Regions from separate parts of the Arachis hypogaea genome. Here region 1 is linked to region 2. The links are chromatin contacts, called in public Hi-C maps. All regions are on one chromosome and are shown on one strand. The core of a region is the stretch at or near the end of the contact, and the rest is flanking DNA. Distances in the headings are between cores, read along the strand shown.

Region 1 (5,739 bases), core at 2,011-4,510, 61 kb after region 2:
TATTTATTATTTAAAAGAAATATTTAAGCAAGACATTAAAAATTTAGAAAAAAATTAAAATAAAAGAAATACTTTAAAACAAAATAATATAGTACACTACCATTATTTTCCAATCACATTAATTACAACAAAAGATTAAAAATAAACATAATAAAATGTAGACTTATGTCCAAAATTCTGAACAATAAATATACTTAGATAAATGTATTTGCAAACAATGTAACTAGATCTTGACTTCTAGCCATACTATTATCATCCAAAAAAAATGATAAACTAACAATGTAGTTAACAAGTCCTATTGTCCTCAGAGAAGAGAATGAAAATTATATTATATGGGAGATTAAAATTTAGGATTTAGGAAAAGTATATGGAACCAAAAGGTGATCAGCCAAAAAGTAAACAAAACCGTTTAATTAGAATCACTTTTTGAATAATATGTTTGAAAACTGCTCCTGGGATCACGGAGCACAAACCAAAACCCGATTTTTTATGGAGCCCAAACACATTTTGGCTGGTTTTTGGCTGATATGCTTTTGGTTCCTGGTTGTTGTCTAAAATTTATAGTTCAATAACTCTGCTTACTTTTAATTCAAATTCCCCAACTGAACTTGAATCACATATTGTGTTGAGCAAGAACTCCACCTACAAACATATTGAATTACAGGTCGAATTAGAAGATGGAAAACTGAATATAGACTTAAAATCAGTGGCCACATAATCATGCAAGATGCAGAAGATAAATCCAACAAAGTAGCTAAATCACCATATAAGGTCAAAAGACGAGGACCAAATAAAAAGAAGATGATTATACACAAAGTACTGACCTCATGAAACTTAGTGACAAGCTCACTCGTCACACCAGAAGAATGAATATCTTCAGAAGAATCTTCTAACCTTGTAATAGATGTTATGTATTGTCATCAATAAAAGCATGTCATGGAAGCCAAGATAAAAGTTTTTGCAAGAAGTATTTAGAAGAAACAAATGAAACAACTTACATTGGATCTCTATTGATTGAGCAGTAGATGCAGTTAAAGATTTAACTGACTGTTGCTGCATAACCAAAGTAGTGTGCTGCACTGGCTTCCTACTGATCCAACTTTTTGTACCAAATCCTTGCAAGAATCCAACTCTTCTTCCATCAAATTGCAAGTTCAATAACTTATTATTTGCGGCCCCTAAGCTACCTGTATATAAATAAATGACACAAATTATATGTGTATATTTAAATTCTAACTAGGACATTCAGTAAGACACACAGGACAAGCTTCTAGATTGCAAACCCAACATTGACGAATTGGAGACAATGTTCTTTCTCAAACGAAGATGGAAAGATACTAATGTCTAGTGGCAATTCAACAATAACCTGGTTCCTTTATAAATGAAGTTAGTAATCTGGATAGAAAGTGTTTTGAACCAAAGGCTGCTTACCCTAAAAATTAATTAAAAGACGATAATTTAAATTTTAAAGCTGAATCCAAATAAATTAGATTCTAATTATGATTGCTTCATTAGAATAACTTTCTGATTGGTCATGTTGTTTTACTAAGAAAATAAGAATGCAAACTCAATTGTGACTCCCAAAAAAATAAATTTAATATTGAGTAACGAGAAACCAATGAGCATATATAAGAAGTCAAATCAAAACCCATTTTTGTATTTGGGTTAAGGCACCCAAAGAACACATTATGCATGGATTCCTAATCCTAATCCAAATGAAGTAGTTGGGGCATGCATGCATCAAATTTCAAGACTTTAATGGGCAGCCAAGCTCCACAATCTGTGAGAGTTTAAAGAAGAACAGCAAAAGGAGCAGGCATGAAAAGTAAAGCAGAGAAGTGAAAAATAAAGTGAGGAGAAGAAAGCAGGAAGAGGACTCACATGAAGCCATTGGAAGGAATTAAGAAGAGAAAATTGATCGGAGTTAAGGATTGATTTGAAGGAAAGAAGTTACTTCTGGAAGAGGAAGTAATGTACATATATCAAAAGGACCTTGCTCTAAAAGTAATTTATGTTAAAAAAATAAAGAGACAACCTGAGTATGAATGAAATCTTTGATGGCTGAGGTTTATTATATGATGCCAAAGACCAACCATTCATGCTCAGGCAAGTCCGAAGATGCTTCTATAAGTGACTAAAAACAAAGGCCTGAAGCCGGAATATCAATTGCAAAATTAATAAATCTAATTAGCATTGAACCAACAAACTAATGTCTTAGGGATTAGACTAAACACATTCACAGGGATGAACATGTTACAACTCAGTCAATTAAACTTATTTACTTGTTAAAAAGATAACGTAAAATGGAACAAAATAAGAAAGTTCAAAATATCTACTAATGACATAAAATTAAAGATGATTAATTCACTAGTGCAGTGCTGCGCACTAACTAATTAAAAGAGCATCTTAATCGAACAAGTGACTAGTGCAACAAAAGCTTCAGTTTCTTACGTCAAACCTGCTACCAAACGTAAAGCAAACTACACCATGAATCACCATTATCTTCAGAAACTGCAATAACAAGGTTAGTTAGACAGTGCATTAACCTTGACATAAGCAAAGATGTTGTAATCAACTTATACAATAAAATAGAGAAAACAAGAGTTGGAAAAATAAAATTGAAAATGGTTCTACTTACTAACCTGAGGGTCATTGTTGTGTTTATCAAATATCAACAGCCTTTGTTTTATTCCAATGGTCTCTAATCTGTGCAACTGTGTCGCTGATGAGGGTGAGAGAGGCGACGATTGAATCACCTTAAAAGGTTTATCTTCAATATAAATTGGATAATATTTTTTCTATGTCCTGCCAAAATCTATTGTAAACTATTACCTTGTAACAATCTATATAAATCAACTAGATAGAATTTTGACTCTAATATTTAAACTAATTTTTATCATGACTACAAGTAATCAATAATCTGAATCCAAATTGAGTTTTGATTTTTCTTGGCATGATACTACAATAAAAATATTTATTTAATCACACTTTTTTAAGCTATATTTAAAAAATATAATCTATTTACGTTTTTTCGTATTATTATTTTATAAAAAAGTAAAAAATATAATTATACCATTACTTAAAAAATATCTCTTTAAATATTATAAATATAAATATTACTTATAAAGCGTAGTCTTATTTAAAATTCTTAATATCTAATTATCTATAGTTGCACTTTTTTTACCAAAGAGTACATTTTAAAGAATAACCTTTTCCTTATGTTTTGGGTGCTCTTTAAAAATGTTGCCTAATATAAAAGCACCAAATAAGACAATAAATCAGAAAGCGGAAGCACGGCAAGAAGAAGAGAGGAGAGGGGAAGGAAGGAAAGAAAGGACGACGCCGGCTAGGGCTTCGCTGTCGTCGTCGAGCGCCAGTGACAGAGAGCTCGAGGAAGAGAGAAAACGCGATGGAAGAGAGAAGAAGGGGGTGCTCCGTCGCCGCTGAAGCTCCACCGCCACTGCTAGGGGTTGCTGTGCCGCCGCGAAGGAGCTCGAAGGGAGTACTCTCTGTCACCAGGTAACCATTCTCTGTTCTGTATCCTCTCTTTCTCGCTCATTCTCTAAGTCGCTCCCACTTTTCAGTTCGAAGGTGTGTATGGTTTTGATAGTGATGATGAACTGCAATGGCTAATTGAGATAGAGAAGGTATATATTAATTTTCAATTGGTTCTGTGAATTTTTGGGAGTTTTGGGTTCTAATTTTAGGTTTTCTAATTTTCTAATTAGTTGTTGTTCTTATATTGTTCCATGTTTTTACTATCGTAATTTTGGCGTCAAGCAAAGGATAGATTAAATGGACTTTTCATCTTATTTCCCCAAATAATAAAGGGGTCTACTCTGCTCTCTAATTGATCTCATTGTAGTTGATTGGTGTCATTTCAGGCCACAAGCAGAACTAGATCGCTATTTGGAAGCTTCACAAATTAGGGAGAGAGCAGTTGACAGGATTAATAATGTTATTGGAACGTATGAATCAATTGTTTGTACCTTATATTTCTTCAGGGTTTTATTGTTAGATCATTTCTCTTGGTATATAGCTTCAATCTATTGTGCTTTATTGATTATAATCCTTTTTCTCTTTTAATTTGTGTAGTTCCCATTTCTTCCAGATACAACGATTTGAGGCTCAGAATATTTTCTAAACACCCAGATTTGTTCCCTGAAGAGGTGAGTATCATTCACTGGAAGAGATCAGACTTTTAAAGAAAGTACTGATGTTTCAGAGGAAGTGGTATTCTCTTTCTCCTTACCACTGAATCAAAATTCTTATTTCTTAATTAATTGGTGGATTCCTTATTGCGTGCAATGATGGTATTAGGGGTAGTGCTAATTTTACTACCTCCTTCTTCAAATGTCAATGCAGTTTGAGCATTTTGATGATTTCACTGTAGCTTCTTCATGGGAAAGGTTTGTTTATCTTTCGAGCCCTCTTCGTTCAAATTTGCATGAAATCTCAATTACAAGAACACTTTATAGCATTACTGTAAGAGAAATGGTTCTTTGTGTTGAAATGATGCTACTCTACTGTCATGATAACATTATTCTTTTATGTTACTTAATAAATTTATTTTGTAGGTTCATTTCTAAAATTGAGGCAATTTGTCGTCTCTGGATGGCTGATGGTCCTAATAATTTATTGGTATGCTTAGTTAATTTCATGTTTCAGGATTTGAATTTAAGAAATAACTTTCTTTTTAAATAAATTATGTTTGATTTGGATTATCTTGTGGTAAATACAGTTTGTTTAGTTGCTGCTAGTATGAATATTGAAATCTCGTGGTAAGATATTATCAGTTTAGTATACCAAGTGTGTTTTCCTATTCTTTACTGTTTTCTATTAATGGAATTTTGCTGTTTTCTTTGATTCTAGGAAAAAGGTGCAATTCCCTTGGAGAATTTCAAAAACTCATACAAGATCAAATCTGAACTGCAATATGAGGTGAAAAGTTATTGCATGGAGTACTATTTTGAAATAAAAACTGGTGCTAATTTTGACTATCTTTTTTGTTTGCAAATGTTTGGTTGGTTTTGAGGACTTGTTTTTGTTTATTTGTTTTGCCTTCTGGGTGATGCAGGCAAATCGTTTGACTGGAATTTTACTTTTCATGATCTGCAGTTATGTTTTGGTGTAAAGGAATTTTTGGTATGGTTTAACACTCTAATTTTTCATTGGAAGATTAATGTTTTCACTGAGTAACTGCTTGCTTGTCTTGTATATCGCTAGCTCATTGCTCCTCAAAGTGCAAGTGGTGTAGTTCTTGATGCACCAGAGGCTAGCAGGCTGTTGAGTGCTGTTGCAATTGCTTTGTCAAATAGTTCAAGAGACTATGGTGGGTTTCTTTTCCCTCTAATTGCTCAAGATCTCTTCACTTGTCTATCTTAAATGAAGTGATCTGACTTTTTAACTTGCTTCTAACTTTATACCCATGTCAAATGGGAAGCAGCCCAGTATTTCTTTCTACACTCCATGTGATGGAATATATCTTTCTAGCTAGAACGAGTTCTTATGGATTTTGTGCTGGAGTTGTAGATTTTCTGTTCTTGGTATTAGATTTCTTTGTTTTCTCTTTTCAAATAGGATATCATGCAAAGCTTATTTTTGTGTTTATAATGTAACTGTTTAGGATGCTGGTTTCAATCGTAATCATTCCAGTGAAGTTTCTTCTCCAGTTGCTGGGCACCTTCCAGGTTATATGGACTATCAAGTAGGAATGAGACCACAGATCTCTGTTGAGAG
Region 2 (5,240 bases), core at 1,065-3,564:
GAAAAGACTTTGGAGGAGATAACTACGAGTGGTATTCAAATAGTTGGGTTGTACTGCCCTTTTAAAGAAACTTCTTGAAACTCTTATCAACGCTACCTAAAAGGAGGTGACCGACCTTTTTCAAAAGGTGGCTGACCTTGAGAAGGCTAAAGCAAAATGGAAAGCGGAGATGACCGCAATGAAAACAAATACTGCAGGACTTCATGCAAAGGAAGGATGAGGAGAAGCATGACAAGACAGAAGCTTTGCAAAAGAAGGCTGAGGAAAGCTACCTTCGTGCCTTTGGGGAGAAGCTCGAGTTAGATGGGTTGCTCAAGGAGTTGAGGCAGAAGTATGAGAAGTTAGAGGATGCTTCTGTCAAGGGTCTGGAGGAAACTGTGGAGAACCTTGAAGCCCAATTCCAGGTTCTAGTGCCCGACCTAGATATCTCGTCGGTAGGTCAAATTATTTTTATTCCCAATGACGACAAGACCGTCCAGTCTGAAGATCCTAAGACCTTTATTGTTGCTCCTGTTGAGGAACCTTCCCAACCTCCTGAAAACTAGGCTGCTCCCTAAACTTAGTTTCTTTTCTTTTCTTGCATTTGTTAAGTTGACAGTCTGAGTTATGGGCCTTTTTAAATAATCGTTATATTTTGGATATTCTTTACTCCTTTTTCGGGCTTATTGATTTTGTTTTTACCTTTTCAAGTTTGTGTTATTTTGCTTTTCTTATTATTTTATGATTTTTGCATCATTTTTATAATAAGTTTCGCAATGCTAAGTTACTTTTGCAATTTATTTTTATAGCCTGTATAACTCATTATTTTTGAATTGTTTAAAAACTTATTCTAATTTGCTTGTATAACTACTATACAACAACTCGGATCTCATCACTTCATCATGCTGATCATAAGAGGTCGGTCATGATTGTCACGTTTTGTCGATCTTGAGTTGGTACAATAAAAACGGAACACATAGAAAAAATATACTTTATTAATCAAAATAAATTACAAACTTACAAGTTGCTATTAAGAGTTTTTGAGTTTTAACCCTAGCCTTTACTACGATGCCTCGTTAAAATTTTCTCAAAAAAATCCTTTAAAAAAATTCATGAAATCGAAAAAAAGAGTACAACAGAAAACAAAATTCGCTTACTAGCTATAATATCGCTTCACATATTGCAAGCATGCCACAACCTAAGTAGCTCATTTTCTTTTAAGTCTGACACCTTGTAGTATGCTTTCTCCAATAACAAATGCTATGATCGAACAAGTGTTATCTAAATTATTTTATAATTCAAACACCATCTTTATACGTTGTTAAATATATAGATTTAGTTAGTATATAGTTACCATGTGTTTTGAGAGTATATTTTAAAAGTATAATAACAAAATTTTTTAAAATTTTTGATGTATTTAATGTATTAAAAATATAAAAAAATTATTTTTTAATAAAATATTTTTTATAATATTCTTTAAATGTGTTTTTAAGACACATATTAATAAAATTCTAAATATATTTATATATATAACCATTTATTTATCGCTAATTATTTTTTATATTGCAATTAGATTTGTGTAATACGTTGAAATGATACTTTAGATGTGTAATCCACATATATGAGTTTTATAACGATATCCACAAAAATCGTTGATCACGTTTTGAAAAGAAATCGTTACTGACAATTTCAGTAAAGAGAAAGAAGGTGAAAGAATAACCAAGAACCATTGAATTATTGATCAACGGTTAAAATCAATTTAAGAAATTAAGAAGACTACCGATTTTACTAATTCTAAAAAAAAATTATCCTACTTTAAATCGCTAGTCTTATTTTTATTTATTTTTTGTCATACTTTAAATCGTTAATCTTATTTTTATTTATTTTTTGTCTTTTCCTAAAATCATTAATCACAAATTTTTGTGATATTAACAACCCTCATATCAGTATATTACATCAAATTAGTAGAATATCAATGTATTACACCGTTTATAATATCCAAAAAAATTGGCCTCTATTTATCTCAATTTTCGGGCTTAAACTTTTAGAGCAAGTAAATTTATTATATAGGATAAAGTTTTCTATAACCCTAACTTCAATTCTTATCGCCTCAAAGAAAAGACAATAAAAAATGGGACACGAGCTTTCTTTTAGTATTTTTATTCTTGTGTCTTGTCTTGAAACAAAATATGATTCCCTTGTACAAAAAAAAACATGTCAAATATTAAGAAAATCTTGTCACGAGCGTCGCCTTGAAATTATGAAATACATAGACTGAGGTTGGGGCAGATCTGTTCCACTTTCCCACGCGCCTCCGGTGCGCGTGATAGTTCATACGAATTCATAACATCTTACGTTGGTTTTGTGTCATTCAATCTGCACCACTCATCAAAACCAGGATCATTTAAGAGATGAGATCCCACTCCTTCTTATGTATGTGGTCCATGCCAATAATGCCACGACAACTTGGCCTTCCCCTACACATTTCACGTTGAAAGTGAAATCCACTAAGTATGTACTACTACATTTTATATCTTATTATTACAACAAATGAAATAATCCACTACAATAATGATGTTAATTCTTTGTTAGGGTATTATACAATAATGTAGAGATGGAGCATATTGTGATTCTAGTTATGATTATGAAAGAACATATATAGGGGAAGAAGGGGAAAGAAAAGAAAGGAGTTTTTGCATGCAAAGAGAAAAATGAAGGGATAATGATTGGAAGTGGGAGTGATGTATTGGTAGTTGTCAAACATGGGATGCATGTCGTTGCTGATTCTGTCTCTTTCACCGCTCTAATGCTAATGCAAATGCAATAAACCTCTCCTTTTTACCTTTTCAATTCCATCTATATCCTTGCATAATTGCATTATGTTCTTGCCAACAAAATCATGCATACACCAACTTCACAAAACCATAATTTATCGGTAAGGTAGCCCTTTTTATTCAGTTTTTGGAAACATTAGGAATGAAGCTAGCTTTGAACTTAATCATATATATATATATATATATATATATATATTTCCATGTTAAGTAAGGCTTATTTTCATTTTATAGTATCATCTTGTATTCTTGTTTATGTTTGTAACGTTTTTATGTTAAAGAACTTTGTTAATATAATAAATTTGAAAATTAACCAATAATTGAATATTAAAAAAGAATATCTAAGATTTAAAATTTATGATTTATAATTTAAAATTTAAGATTTAAGGTTTAAAATTTAAGGTTAAGAATTTAGAATATATAATTTAGAGTTTAGAATTTAAGATAATCACATAGGGTGGGTGGTTGACGACGGCAAGTGATGGTTGGTGGGTAGATAAAATTGTGGTATTAAGAAGAAGGATAAGAAGTAAGAAAAGGTAAAAAGATAATTTAAAAGAGATGGTTAGTAATTAAATTTGTTTGTTTATCGGCTAAAAGTTGATTTTTTTTTTTTTTCCTTAGCCATCTTCCTAACTGAGTTCATAAAATTTGTCTGAAATTTTGAAAGCTTCCTTTTACGTGTGCGAAATTCTGCCCTTATTGACATGATTAATAAATCGATATATATCTAAAATAATATATACTTAAAAGTTTACATATATATAAAGAGATAGCATTAAAAAAATTTGTGCCGCTGTAAAAATTGTTATATATTGTTCATATCTGGTGTATATATATAATAAGGTCTAAAATGAATAAAAGTCTATTCAAAAAGATTGGCCTTATCTACATCTATCCGATTTTATATAGATTGGACGTAACGAGAAACAATTTAGTTCTATTTATTTGAAAAAGTAACTAACTCCTAAAATATATTGTATTTATTTAAAAAAGAGATCTCAATAACTTCCTTACAAAAAAAGAACAATTATCTACTATCGATCAAATATAAAACTACTCTAAAAAATGATTATCTACTCTACTATAAATAGACTGACACCTTTAGATATATTTAGAATTATATTATATTATATATATATATATATATATATATATATATATACAAAAAGTCAAAAGATTATTGAGAATTAACCTTAAGTTTTTCATCTAACATTTAGACAATATTTTTTTCTCTAACTTTTATTTTCCTTTTTATAACAACAGCTCAAGCATCTCTTACTTATTCTCTATTTTGTTGACTGATTTTTAGAAGGAAAAAAAAGGTAATTAATTCTCTAATATAAGTTGTTGGATTCTAAACTTAGATATTCTAGCCTTTATAAAATTTGGTACAAATGATATTTGTAATAAGTGATTGTAATTTGTAATTCAATAATTTACATTGATAAAATTTATTTTATAAAAATATAAATAACATAATTTTATTTACACTTACATTGATGCCCGTTTAACCATAACTCAAAAATTAAATATAAATGATAAAATAATTTTTTTGTTTTTTATAATATCTTTTAATCTGGAGAAAATTTCATTTCTTTTTCTTGAAAAATGCTAAAATGATACTCTCCTCTCTTTTATTTGTAAAATATGCATTTTTCTCCCTTATAACTTTTAAAAAACCTGCTCTTTAATTCATTTTAAATTTGTTGTGTTAACTAACATTAACTTTATCTATTTTTCAAAAAAAAAATTTATTTTTTACAAAAATATCCTTTAGCAAAAATTTTATTTTTTTGTCATTAAATTTTAGGGGTAAGTATTGTTTTGGTCCCTAACGTTGAGGGTGAGAATCGAAAACATCCCTCATCTAATTTTCGATTTAGAATCGTTCTTAACGTTTTTTTCGTATTAAAATCATCATTTTTAATTTTTTTTATATTATTCTTAAACTACCCTTATTTTAATAAAAAAAGTTATGAAATTTTCAAAAAAAATAAAAGAAAACGTGTTGGGGGCGGAGGGTAAGAAAATGCATCGGGGAGGGGGGGAGGAAAAGGGTATACGAAGGGGAAGGGGGAGGGAAGGGAGGGGAGGGGAGGGGAGGGAAAGGGGAAAGGGAAATGGGAAAAGGATGAGGGGGAGGGGGAGGGGGACGGCGCCGGCGAAGCTTGGAGCTGCCGTCGCCGTCGCCGTCGCGAGCCAGGGAGAGAGCCTCGGCTTCTGCACCGCCGCGTTCTCGCCAGTGCTTCTCACCGCCTCGCCACTTCGCCGTTGCTCCTCGTCGCCTCGCTGCTTCTGCTTCTTGCTTCGATCTCTGTTTCTGCTTCATCTTCTGCTTCTTCTGGGTTTGCTTGAGTGCTTCTGCATCTTCTGCTTCCTCTTCTACTTTCTACCTCTGTTTGAGTGCTTCTGCTTCTTCTGGGTTCT

The links. Hi-C and Micro-C count contacts between places; a contact is called where the count stands out from the background.
Region 1: a contact with region 2 is called in a Hi-C map of leaf, with 2.3 times the contacts expected there. The contact joins the promoter of LOC112722382 here to the enhancer-like site in region 2. A contact is called at or near these places in 3 of 8 Hi-C or Micro-C datasets (all in leaf).

Annotation. Positions count from the first base shown.
Region 1 is chr11:113,042,592-113,048,330 of arahy.Tifrunner.gnm2.J5K5, forward strand. LOC112722382 reads left to right here and starts at 3,261. Exons shown (of 12, transcript XM_072207088.1): 1 at 3,261-3,519; 2 at 3,885-3,968; 3 at 4,112-4,169; 4 at 4,366-4,409; 5 at 4,578-4,641; 6 at 4,873-4,941; 7 at 5,078-5,145; 8 at 5,227-5,332; 9 at 5,627-5,739. The coding sequence starts at 3,410. The coding sequence ends at 5,134. It overlaps LOC112724012 (a long non-coding RNA gene), which reads right to left and starts at 3,302. Exons shown (of 5, transcript XR_003163270.3): 1 at 2,643-3,302; 2 at 2,452-2,511; 3 at 999-1,187; 4 at 825-894; 5 at 143-642.
Region 2 is chr11:112,982,102-112,987,341 of arahy.Tifrunner.gnm2.J5K5, forward strand. No RefSeq gene overlaps it. Among protein-coding and RNA genes, the nearest start is that of LOC112725195, 24 kb to the left of the region's middle. Within about 2 kb of position 2,315, at least 2 of the 3 cell types and tissues checked have open chromatin away from gene starts, as enhancers often do.